Linked DNA regions of Gossypium arboreum: region 2 is linked to region 1. Evidence: chromatin contacts called from public Hi-C data. All regions are on one chromosome and are shown on one strand. The core of a region is the stretch at or near the end of the contact, and the rest is flanking DNA. Distances in the headings are between cores, read along the strand shown.

The links. Hi-C and Micro-C count contacts between places; a contact is called where the count stands out from the background.
Region 2: a Hi-C map of leaf shows a contact between it and region 1, with 3 times the contacts expected there. The contact joins the promoter of LOC108469563 here to the promoter of LOC108468706 in region 1. A contact is called at or near these places in 2 of 5 Hi-C or Micro-C datasets (both in leaf).

The regions. Positions count from the first base shown.
Region 1 is chr8:26,360,257-26,365,256 of ASM2569848v2, forward strand. LOC108468706 (NDR1/HIN1-like protein 6) reads right to left here and starts at 3,353. Exons shown (of 2, transcript XM_017769576.2): 1 at 2,400-3,353; 2 at 1,248-1,361. The coding sequence starts at 3,112. The coding sequence ends at 1,346. It overlaps LOC108470224 (common plant regulatory factor 1), which reads left to right. Exons shown (of 13, transcript XM_053031961.1): 12 at 1-97; 13 at 236-776. The coding sequence ends at 391.
Region 2 is chr8:27,082,845-27,087,829 of ASM2569848v2, forward strand. It overlaps LOC108469563 (protein REDUCED CHLOROPLAST COVERAGE 1-like), which reads left to right and starts at 3,649. Exons shown (of 27, transcript XM_017770451.2): 1 at 3,649-3,922; 2 at 4,148-4,291; 3 at 4,401-4,462. The coding sequence starts at 4,231.

The sequences.
Region 1 (5,000 bases), core at 2,103-4,602:
TGAATCCTTGACTGCAGAGAATGCAACACTCAGATCTGAAATAAATCAACTAACTGAAAAATCGGAGAAACTAAGGCTAGAAAATGCTACATTAGTGGTATGCACTTTAATCTTCCTTGTCAGCTTTTTCGATGTTGATTTGCCATAGGCCCGCTTTATCCCCATCTCAAATTTTTCTCTATCCCCATCTCAAAATTTTCTTGTAGTAACTTGTTTAAACTCTTCTGTAATATAGGAGGGACTCAAAAACGCTCAACTAGGACATACACAGGAAAACATTACGAGCAAAAACGAGGACAAAGAGGGTGAAATGTATGAGAAAAAATCCGGTGCCAAGCTGCATCAGCTCTTGGATGCGAGTCCAAGAACCGATGCTGTGGCTGCCAGCTAAGTAGCCACAGTTTACACCCGAGTTATTTTTGACATTTTTAAATCGGACAAAACCGTGTAGCTTTTGGCATAATTTACAAGCCCAAAACTACTGCTAACAGTTAGCAGAGGGATGAAATAGTAGGTGTTTGTTAGGGGATTGAAACTACGTTTGGGACACTGTAAGTTAGCTCTCTCATGGCAGAACTGATGTAATTTTTTATTTAAAAATCAGAGTGCTGAGAAAGCCCTGAAAAAAACAAAAAGGTTAATGTACATTAAGGAGAAATTAGATAATGTGTTTTAGGGAAAAGGGTATTGAGAACCTTTAAATAATAACAATAAGATGTAATTTTTAATGCCTTGAAAAGAGATTTAGACTGTATGTGATGTGTGAAAGAACAAAACATGTCTTACTTGGATGTCTTGAGAAAGGAGTTAATGTTGGAATATTTCGTAAAGCATTGGAAACTAATCTTCATCTTTCAAATATATGATAATTAAAAAGGAAAAAGAACATAGCAGAGATATATATATATTTGGATCCGACATTCATCCAACGATGGATGGAGATTTATGTAATCGTCGATTTTAGAAGAAAATTGAAGTTTTTAAAGACTGAGGATTTGTTTTGTTAAAAATTGCTTTTGCAAAATATCTTCAAAAGGGGTGATATTTTAATGTTTGGATGAATTGTTTTTAATTAAATGAATTTTATGAGCAAATATTAATTATATATCACATGAATGAATCTCTACTATTCAATGTCTCCTTCGCAACAAAGAGGGGTGGTTTGGATGTTGTCTCCCCAAATTGAACAAATAAAGAAGGGGCATCTCAGTAAAAAAGGGCAAAAGTTGCAGAAATGGAGACTAATATAACGATGATGATTCCAAATTATATTAAAACAAAGCTAAGCAGATACTTATACAATGATTCAAACAAATACCTCGTCTCGTCCTATTTTCATACAATATCAACGAACTTTGATCCTGCACACAATATAATCATATTTCTCAAATATGTATACTATTTATTGAAACACAATATTAAACTATTTAATATTTTTCAAAAAAAAAAAAACATTTTACTAATATGATATGTGCTGATTAGGCTATTTTCGTCGATATTTAAACTGGAACGAATTAAGGTTTTCAATCCTTTTTTTTTTTTTTCCAAATTTTACCCTGCATATTTTAACATACTAAGAATTATGCCATTAACAACACTTAGAATTGTGCTGTTTAAGAAATGTAAACTCAAGTAGTACTATATTTTCGTTTCAATTCTATTAAAATAAGGAAATTTTAATGTTTTGGTCCTTTTACTATATTTAATTTATCTATTTTATCTCACATCATTTTATCTTATACTTTTTACAATATTATTAATTAATCATGGACTAAAATACTAATACATTTTTTAAAAAACATCTCTTTTAACCCAAAAAACAGCCTCCTTCACATCATCAGTTAACTAATTATATTATAAAAACTAATATATATTTTGGTCTTTGAACTTGTTTATTTCCACTTACTTAGTCCCTGAATTTAGATTTCATCAACCAAGTTGATACCTCTACACTAACACCAATAATTTGTGTTGATGTAGTACTGCTAATCAATCTAACGATGCCACGTGGTAGTCTTTCAGAACGTCACACGACAAACATAAACAATTTATATATTTTTAAATTTTTTTAATTTTATGTTTGTTAGATAACATTTTGGGAGGATGCTATGTGGCACCATTAGATTGGCTAGCAATGTCACATTTAACACAAATTAACAGGGTTGGTGTAGAGATACCAACTTGATTGAGGGTATATCCAAAAATTTTAGGAACTAACTAGGTAGAAATGAATAAGTTCAAGGGCCCAATTTTATATTATCCCTATTATAAAAGAAAAGCAACCAATTATGTAAAATTAAAATAGGTACTAAATATCCAATTTAAACTTAGTAGAGGGATGGTGACCATAATTTGACCTTAAAAATAATGAGAATGGAAGAGTTCAACGTCGTGTTTACCATCTTAAGGTGTGGATGAGGCAGTTAGGCATATCATCACCGTCGAGCTGTTTCATGGTGATTCCTTTACACTTAACGGTAATCCCCAACATGCCAGTCTTCAACCCCGCCACACCCACTCCAACTTTCGTCCGAGCCGCCACGTTCACCGCCAAACTCTTCGATTTGTACCCACTCAGAAGCCTATTCGCCAACGTATTATCCACCTGCTTGTTGCTTGCCTTCGTCTCCACTTTCAAGCTAGTCGTGTATTGTTTCCTCGACGTGAACTTGGGCACCTTCGCCGTCCCGACCTCAGTCTCGTCCTCGCCTTCCCCGACGCTGATGTCGACCGCCGTATCGCCGTAATAATACGTCATCTTCCCGTTGGGATTCCTCACTTCCATTACCGTCATCGTCGTGGCATCGAGGTAGGTACCGTCGGGTGTTTCTGTGACGTTGAAGCGGGGGATTTGGAATGACTGGACGTGGAAACGTGGTAATTTGGGGTTGACCGAAAAGTAGAAAACGGCGGCGAAGATGATGATCAGGGCAATCAAGATCGAGAAAGAGATGCAAAAACAGCAGCAACAAACACGGCCCTTCTTTTTCTTGGGCCGGAAAGATGGCGGAAGAACCGGCTTTCGCGGCAACGGTTTAAACCCAGCGGGCGAGTTAGGGTCATTGTATCCAGGTGGCTTGTTGAGTGCCGATGGAAATAGAGCGTCGGACATGGCTTGTATGTAAAAAATGATTCTATCCTGGTCCTGGATTAAAAAAGAAAATGAAAAGGTGGCTTATTTACGTACAATTAAGTGAGAATTAAATTGCTTCGAAAATTGAAAAGAAGACAGAGCAAGCAAAAGGAGAAGAATGTGAAGGATGTTGGTACTTGTTTCAGTGCAACAATACTATAATTACTACAGATTGTTGTTTTGAATTACCCTAATAGTTTCCTTACTATCTATCTAATGTTTGCTTGGTTTGGATCTATTTAAACAAGTTATTAAATGGCCGAAGCCAAACACTTGTACATATGCATGTCAACAACAAATGTTATATAAGATTAAATTCATATCAAACAATGAACATCAATTTCTTCTTTTGCTTATTTTTTATTTTTATATGTGTTTTTATTTTCAGATTTCAGTCATAGAGTCTGAACGGTAGCAATTAAAAAATTTGTTAAATTCCATGTAATTCTATATCATGCATAAATTTATAGATATAATCTGTCATATTTTAAAAATCGGGTTAGAAAAAATTAAGTTTGTGAAACTTAGAGTGGTTACATTTTGATTTTGAGTTAGGATTGTAAAAATGTTATTATGTAAATTGATTTGGTTTAGTGATTAAGTATTTAGTTGTGTGCTTGAGGTCTTGTGTTTAAATCATTCTTTTTGGAATTTTTGTTATTTTTGTTCCTATCTATATCTTTGTATATTTGACTTAAATTTAATTCAGTGGTAAGGTTTTAACTTACCATTTGATCTTGTGTTTGAATTCTTGCGTATGCAAAGTGGAAAATTAATTTTGTTTTAAACTCTGTGAAAAATCTGATGTGGATAATGATATGAGTTAGTGGGGTAGTTGTAAAAAACCTAGTACTGAGGGATTTTTCTCCTAAATTTTGTATCAATTTCATGTTTTTTTCCTTTTGTTTTTTTTCTCTGTTAATTTCTTCTTCTGTCGCCCTTCCTATTTCATTTGGCTTCTTTCTTTGATCTTCCTTCTTGTTCCTGTTATTCTCGATTTTGTCACCTATTTGCCAATTAATTTGTGATGACTGTGCGTGGTAAGTATTTCAGAATTAGATTTGTAAGTTCGTCGTGGGTAATTCTTCATATGTTTGCTTTGTGTGTTTTATATCGTTGTGACATTGAAGTTAAAGGTTATTTTGTAATGTTGGTTAGGTGGGGATCGTGAATTTTGGATCCTCTAGTGAATTAAACTTCTATTGGCTACTGTTTTGCAAAAGGTAAGTGATGAAAGTGTTAATTAAGGGTTAGTTTCGTTAGTTCATGGATTGATTGTATTTGAGTTAGTGGACGGATTTAGTGCGAGACTTGCTTATTAATTCTTTTTGAAATGGAGATTTAGGTATTGGAATTTTCACGATTGCGTTCGCATCAAGAAATGACTAGGTGTGTAATGAAAAGTCTGAAAAAAGTAGCGAACAATCAAAAGTCGAAATACATGCTGTCGATATCACACGGCCGTGTGCCAGGCCATGTGGCAGACTGTGTGAGATACATGACCTTGTGCCAGATCATGGAGACCACATAGTCTGGGCTATTTGGGCCGTGTGGGCCACATGGGGGTGTGTTACACTGTGTGGGCTACACGGACTGACCATCTAGGTCGTGTGGGCCTATTTTTTGAAAAATTTCACTTAGGCCCATTTGACTTAGAAATTCATAATTAAACCTTTTGTGGGGTCTGTTTGGCTAAAATAAGACTCGAAATGTGACATTTGTTAATATGTGTCAGTATGTAATATGGTTAAGGTATGTGAAATATGTATGTACGATCTGAGTTCTGATAACTTTGAAAGTATAATTACATGTAAAAAAAAAAAAAACACGTATGACATCTGTATATAGAATAACTCTTAGTATAAGC
Region 2 (4,985 bases), core at 2,399-4,898, 720 kb after region 1:
ATTATTCTTTTACTGCCCTTTAAATACAAATGATATCATTTTAGACTTATTTGTAAAATATTTTTATTTCTAATATTATAATCCATTAATTAATAATATTGACAAATTCCACAGGATATGGAAAATGTTTCATTCTCTTCGAGATCAGCAATTGACTGGTTTGAAATTTGAAAATAACATCTCAATGTAATGGGATTTGACCTTATTTTAATTTAGGCAGAATAGTTTCCTCCACTTTCGTGAGTGAGTGTACACAAACATACTCATGACACATGTATAAACTAGGCTGGACAAAGTATTTTAGAATATTGTATCCTTCGATTTAAATTACTTATTACTAAAAATATATATATATATGTTTAACTACAAATTATAAATATAATACACGTTTTAAATATTTATATTTCTAGAATAATAAATAAATTACTCAATATAAAACTGATTTGAAATATTGGTTAGAGTGTTGGTTGGCACTTAAATAATATAAGTTCAAATCTTATCATTCTTCTTAATATTGTTTTTATAATTTAAATTTAATATACAATTTTTAGATGAATTTAGATTTTATACAATTTTATGAATGAAATTTTAATTTGATATAATATCATCCTATGCTTATATATTACATACACAAATAATTATATTTATCTAATACAAAAATAAATTAATGTATTCATTTTTTTAAAATTTTAGATATATATTTAAATCATAATCAAAATTTTATATGTATAATTGCACTAAATTAAAATATAAGTGACTTATTTTAAATGATAAAAGAATTCAACTAGATATGGCTGTATTGAGATTTGTAATTTTTTCTTTATTTTTTTGTTGTATTGATTTTATCGTTATATTTTAAAAATAAAAATAAAAAATTTAGAATGGGGAGATGAATAATAATATAATGAAAATTGTTTTCACCGTCCATCTATTTTAAATGAATTGATAATCCATCTTTGGTTCAATTCAAAGTTATAGTATTTGATAGTGTAATCAAAACTAATGTAGGATTAGTGAATAAAATTATGCTTTTTTCTTGATAATACAAGATTAAAAAGAACAAACGGTTTTTTAAAAATAAATACGATAAAAGCTATGCACTTTTTTCATAATCGTGATAGCAGTGACGTGGAAATTAAACTTATTTAATAGCCATGAACTAATCTTCCGCCCTTTCTATGGGTTGTATAATTTTTTAATGTTAAAATAATTCCCCATTTCAGTATTAAAATATTCCAAGTATGTAGCACTATCTCTGTTACATGGTACAATAATCCCCCATTTTTGTATTTACTTCCTTTTAACTCTATATCGTCAAATGCAAGAAGTGTGATAAAGTAATTGGTCGGTAAGGAATTTATAAAAAATAAGGAAAATGATTTCGATTTGAATATGAAAAAATCAATTCAAAATAAATATTTTTATATGATCTTATGTTTATTTAATGATATAAAAATATTTTTTATTAATTTTATCTCAATAATATCATTTTCAAATATTTACTCTAAATTCTCTCTAAAACATTTTATTTTAAAATCTGTAAAATATAATTTTTTTCAAAAATTTAAAAGTTTTCTTCCTTATGTGGAATATTTTCTTTCTACTCATAGTAAATATATTGGTAGAGGTGGCTGTGGACCCGAACGCAGCACGGATCCTCTTGCTCTCTGTGCCCTGCAATGCAAACTGTCAATGAGGTGGGCAGCTATGGCCTAATATTACAGTACTTTTCAGTTTTTATTATTTTCCCAAAGAAAACAAACATATTACAATTATAACAACTTATTGAATCAAGTAGCGTCTATCAGGTTTTTTACTACATTAGGACAAAAATTTTTTAAAATAATACAAATAAAAATTATGTACCAAAATGATACATTTGGAGTGATGCTGTCATAGACATATAAAATATATTTACTTTAAAAATGTACCATTTTAAATAAAATTTTCATTTTAATACAAAATGTACCATTTTGATACATAATTTTTATTTATATTATTTTGAATTTTTTATTTTTTGTCCTAGTTTAATAAAAACCCAGCGTCTTTCAAAAGAAAAAAAAACTTATGATAATATATAAATAAAATTTTGAGTCAAATATTTTAGATATAAAAATATAATGTTGAGAGAATTTGTCTTTATTTAAACATTAGGAGTTCTAAAATTAAGGCTTGCATTTTCAATAAAATAAAAATTAAAGTTTGCATTTAATGGATATTATTAATGAACTGTGTTGAAATACAACCCTATTAATTTATAAATAATTATAAGACTTATCATATGTATATGTGCATGAAAATAACGATTTAAAATATAAATTTATTTTTAAAGATAAATACAATAAATAATGAAATATATTATTTGAGATTGATTAATAAAAATAACACATAAAATGTATACAATCTTAAAATAAAAATTATATTAAATTATGAATAAAATGAAAATTAAACATGTAAATATATCATATTAAAAATACTAAATGTATTACAATTATTTATAATGATATTGTCAACAATTTTGCATTAGTGTCAAGTTGACTTACGACAACAATTTAACCAACAACATTATTCATATGTATAAATATATAAAAATTTAAAACATAGACATAACTTATTAAAATTTTAAATAAAAATTAAAAATTGATTTAGTTCAAATGACAAATGAAAAAACGATATGAATAATGTATTTAGCTCAAATCTCATCATGTATAAATTTTATTAATCTATAAAAATATAAAAGAAATAAAAACACTAACATAATCACAACAAAAGGAACAATATAGATTTTAAAATTTATTAAAAATAAATATAATTATTATATTTTTAACTAGTTAGCCTCATCATATATAATAACTTAATATGTAGATGACTATATGTAAATTTATTTTTTATATTTTAAAGGGTTTTTCACTTAAATAATATAAAATTTTAAAATAAATATTAAAATAGGATAAACATCCTATTATTTACCAGACTATGCAAAATGAGCATTATATCATCGATGCAATTAGTGGCACCCAACTTTCCTACCGTCAATGATTGCTTGAATCATTAAAATTTAAAAGAATATATACTTTTTTTAGGTGCCACCTCAGCAATTCGCGGCACCAGTATTTCAGGCAAAAAAAAATACACCGTTTTAAATTATATTTTTCTAGGTATAAAAAAATTAAATATTTTTTAAAATTTTAATGATTCAAGCAATCAGGGGCGAAGCCAAGAGCTGGTATGAGCCTCGCCTCCCTAAAATGTAAAATTAATTTTTACTCTTAAATTTTTTTAAAAATTTTAAATTAATAAATATAAAATTACACTTTGGCCCTTTAAAATTATAAATATTCAATTTAATTCTTTATAAATTATAAAGATATAAACTATAACAAATTAAAATTTTACCAAACCCCGTAAAAAAATTTTTTGATTCATTGTAAGCAGATGATAGGGAAGATGAGGGTTGCTGGAGCAATTGGTGGGATGATATATACTGTTTATTTGGCCTAGTTTGATAATTAATAAGGTGTTTATCGTATTTCAGTATTTATTTTATTATTTTTTATTATTTCATTAAAAAATTCTATTTCAAAATATACTGCTACTAATAATAATTAATTTTTTTAAAAAAATTCCCAGAAAGTGATTATTAGTGTATAAGCCCAGAAACTGCCATAAAATGGGATATACTCATCTGACTGTTAAATCTCCGCCCTTCCTTCCTTATCATACCTCAAAACCCTCTCTTATATCATCTCTTTCTATTGCCCCCACCGCGGATGAGAGCTTCAACGGTTATGCCCTCTTCGTTATCCCATAGCTGAAATACCTTCCTTTTTTCCAGCTTTTTATTAAAAAAACTATTCTATCTCTGTTCTTCAACCTTCAAGTCTCGGAAAAATCATCTGTTTTTTGCTGCTGCTGCTGCTTGGTAACCATTGAAATCTTAACTAGTTCCAAAGTTCATATACGTCGGGAAAAAATTCTGCATAGAAAGCTAGTTTCGATTGGTTTCTGCCATTTATATGTTATATTGGAATTAAAAAGAATTGGGTTATACTCCAAAACCTGCTTTTTACAAATATGTTTTATCGTTTGATTAATTTTTTGTTTATGAAGATGACGATACGTAACAGGATTCATTTTCTTGGTACAGGCGTGCAGCTATAAATATCTTATCTAAAAGAGCTTAAAGTTAGAAATTCCCAGTTCCCATCCCCATCTACCCCGAGGTTGAAAATGGCTCCAAGGAACAGCCGAGGAAAGGCCAAAGGAGAGAAGAAGAAGAAGGAAGAGAAGGGTATTACTCTATTAGTATTTCTCAATCGTATTTGATAAATTACTCAAATTTAACCGCGGCGCCCCGCCCCGCCCTGGCCGGCGCCGGCCTTTTTTCATCTTGTTTGCAGTTCTGCCGGTGGTGATGGACATCACCGTACACCTCCCCGATGAAACTCATGTTATTCTCAAGGTTGGTCCCTGTGTTTTTCATCGTACACCTTCCTTAGCGATTTTGTTTATCATCGTGGCACCATGTGCGTGTATGTGTGCGCGTTTTCTTTTAAATTTTAAGAGGCCTCTTTTCGTTTTTCATGCTTTTGGAGCTGGATTTCGTTACACAATCGTCTTTTCGTCAGCAACCATTTTATTAATAATTCTTTGGGTCCCAATTCTCAGAAATTAAATATCTCAACCAATTATGGAAATGGAAAGCAGTTAAGCTTTAAATTTTTATTTTTTATTTTGAGTTGAGCTTCTTTAAATGAAGTTTGGAATTTGGAAGAATTTATCTTCTATTTAAAAAAATAGAATTCGTTTTAATTTTAAATTTAATTGCGACTTAGTATATTCTAAGAATAGATAATATTTATCTTTTCGACCTTTGAAATGGAGTTGGTTGCTAATATGTTGAATATATAAATATGTGCAGGATATAACAATACGCTACAATTTTTTAGAATTATCATTATTATTTAATTTTCTTTTTACAAATG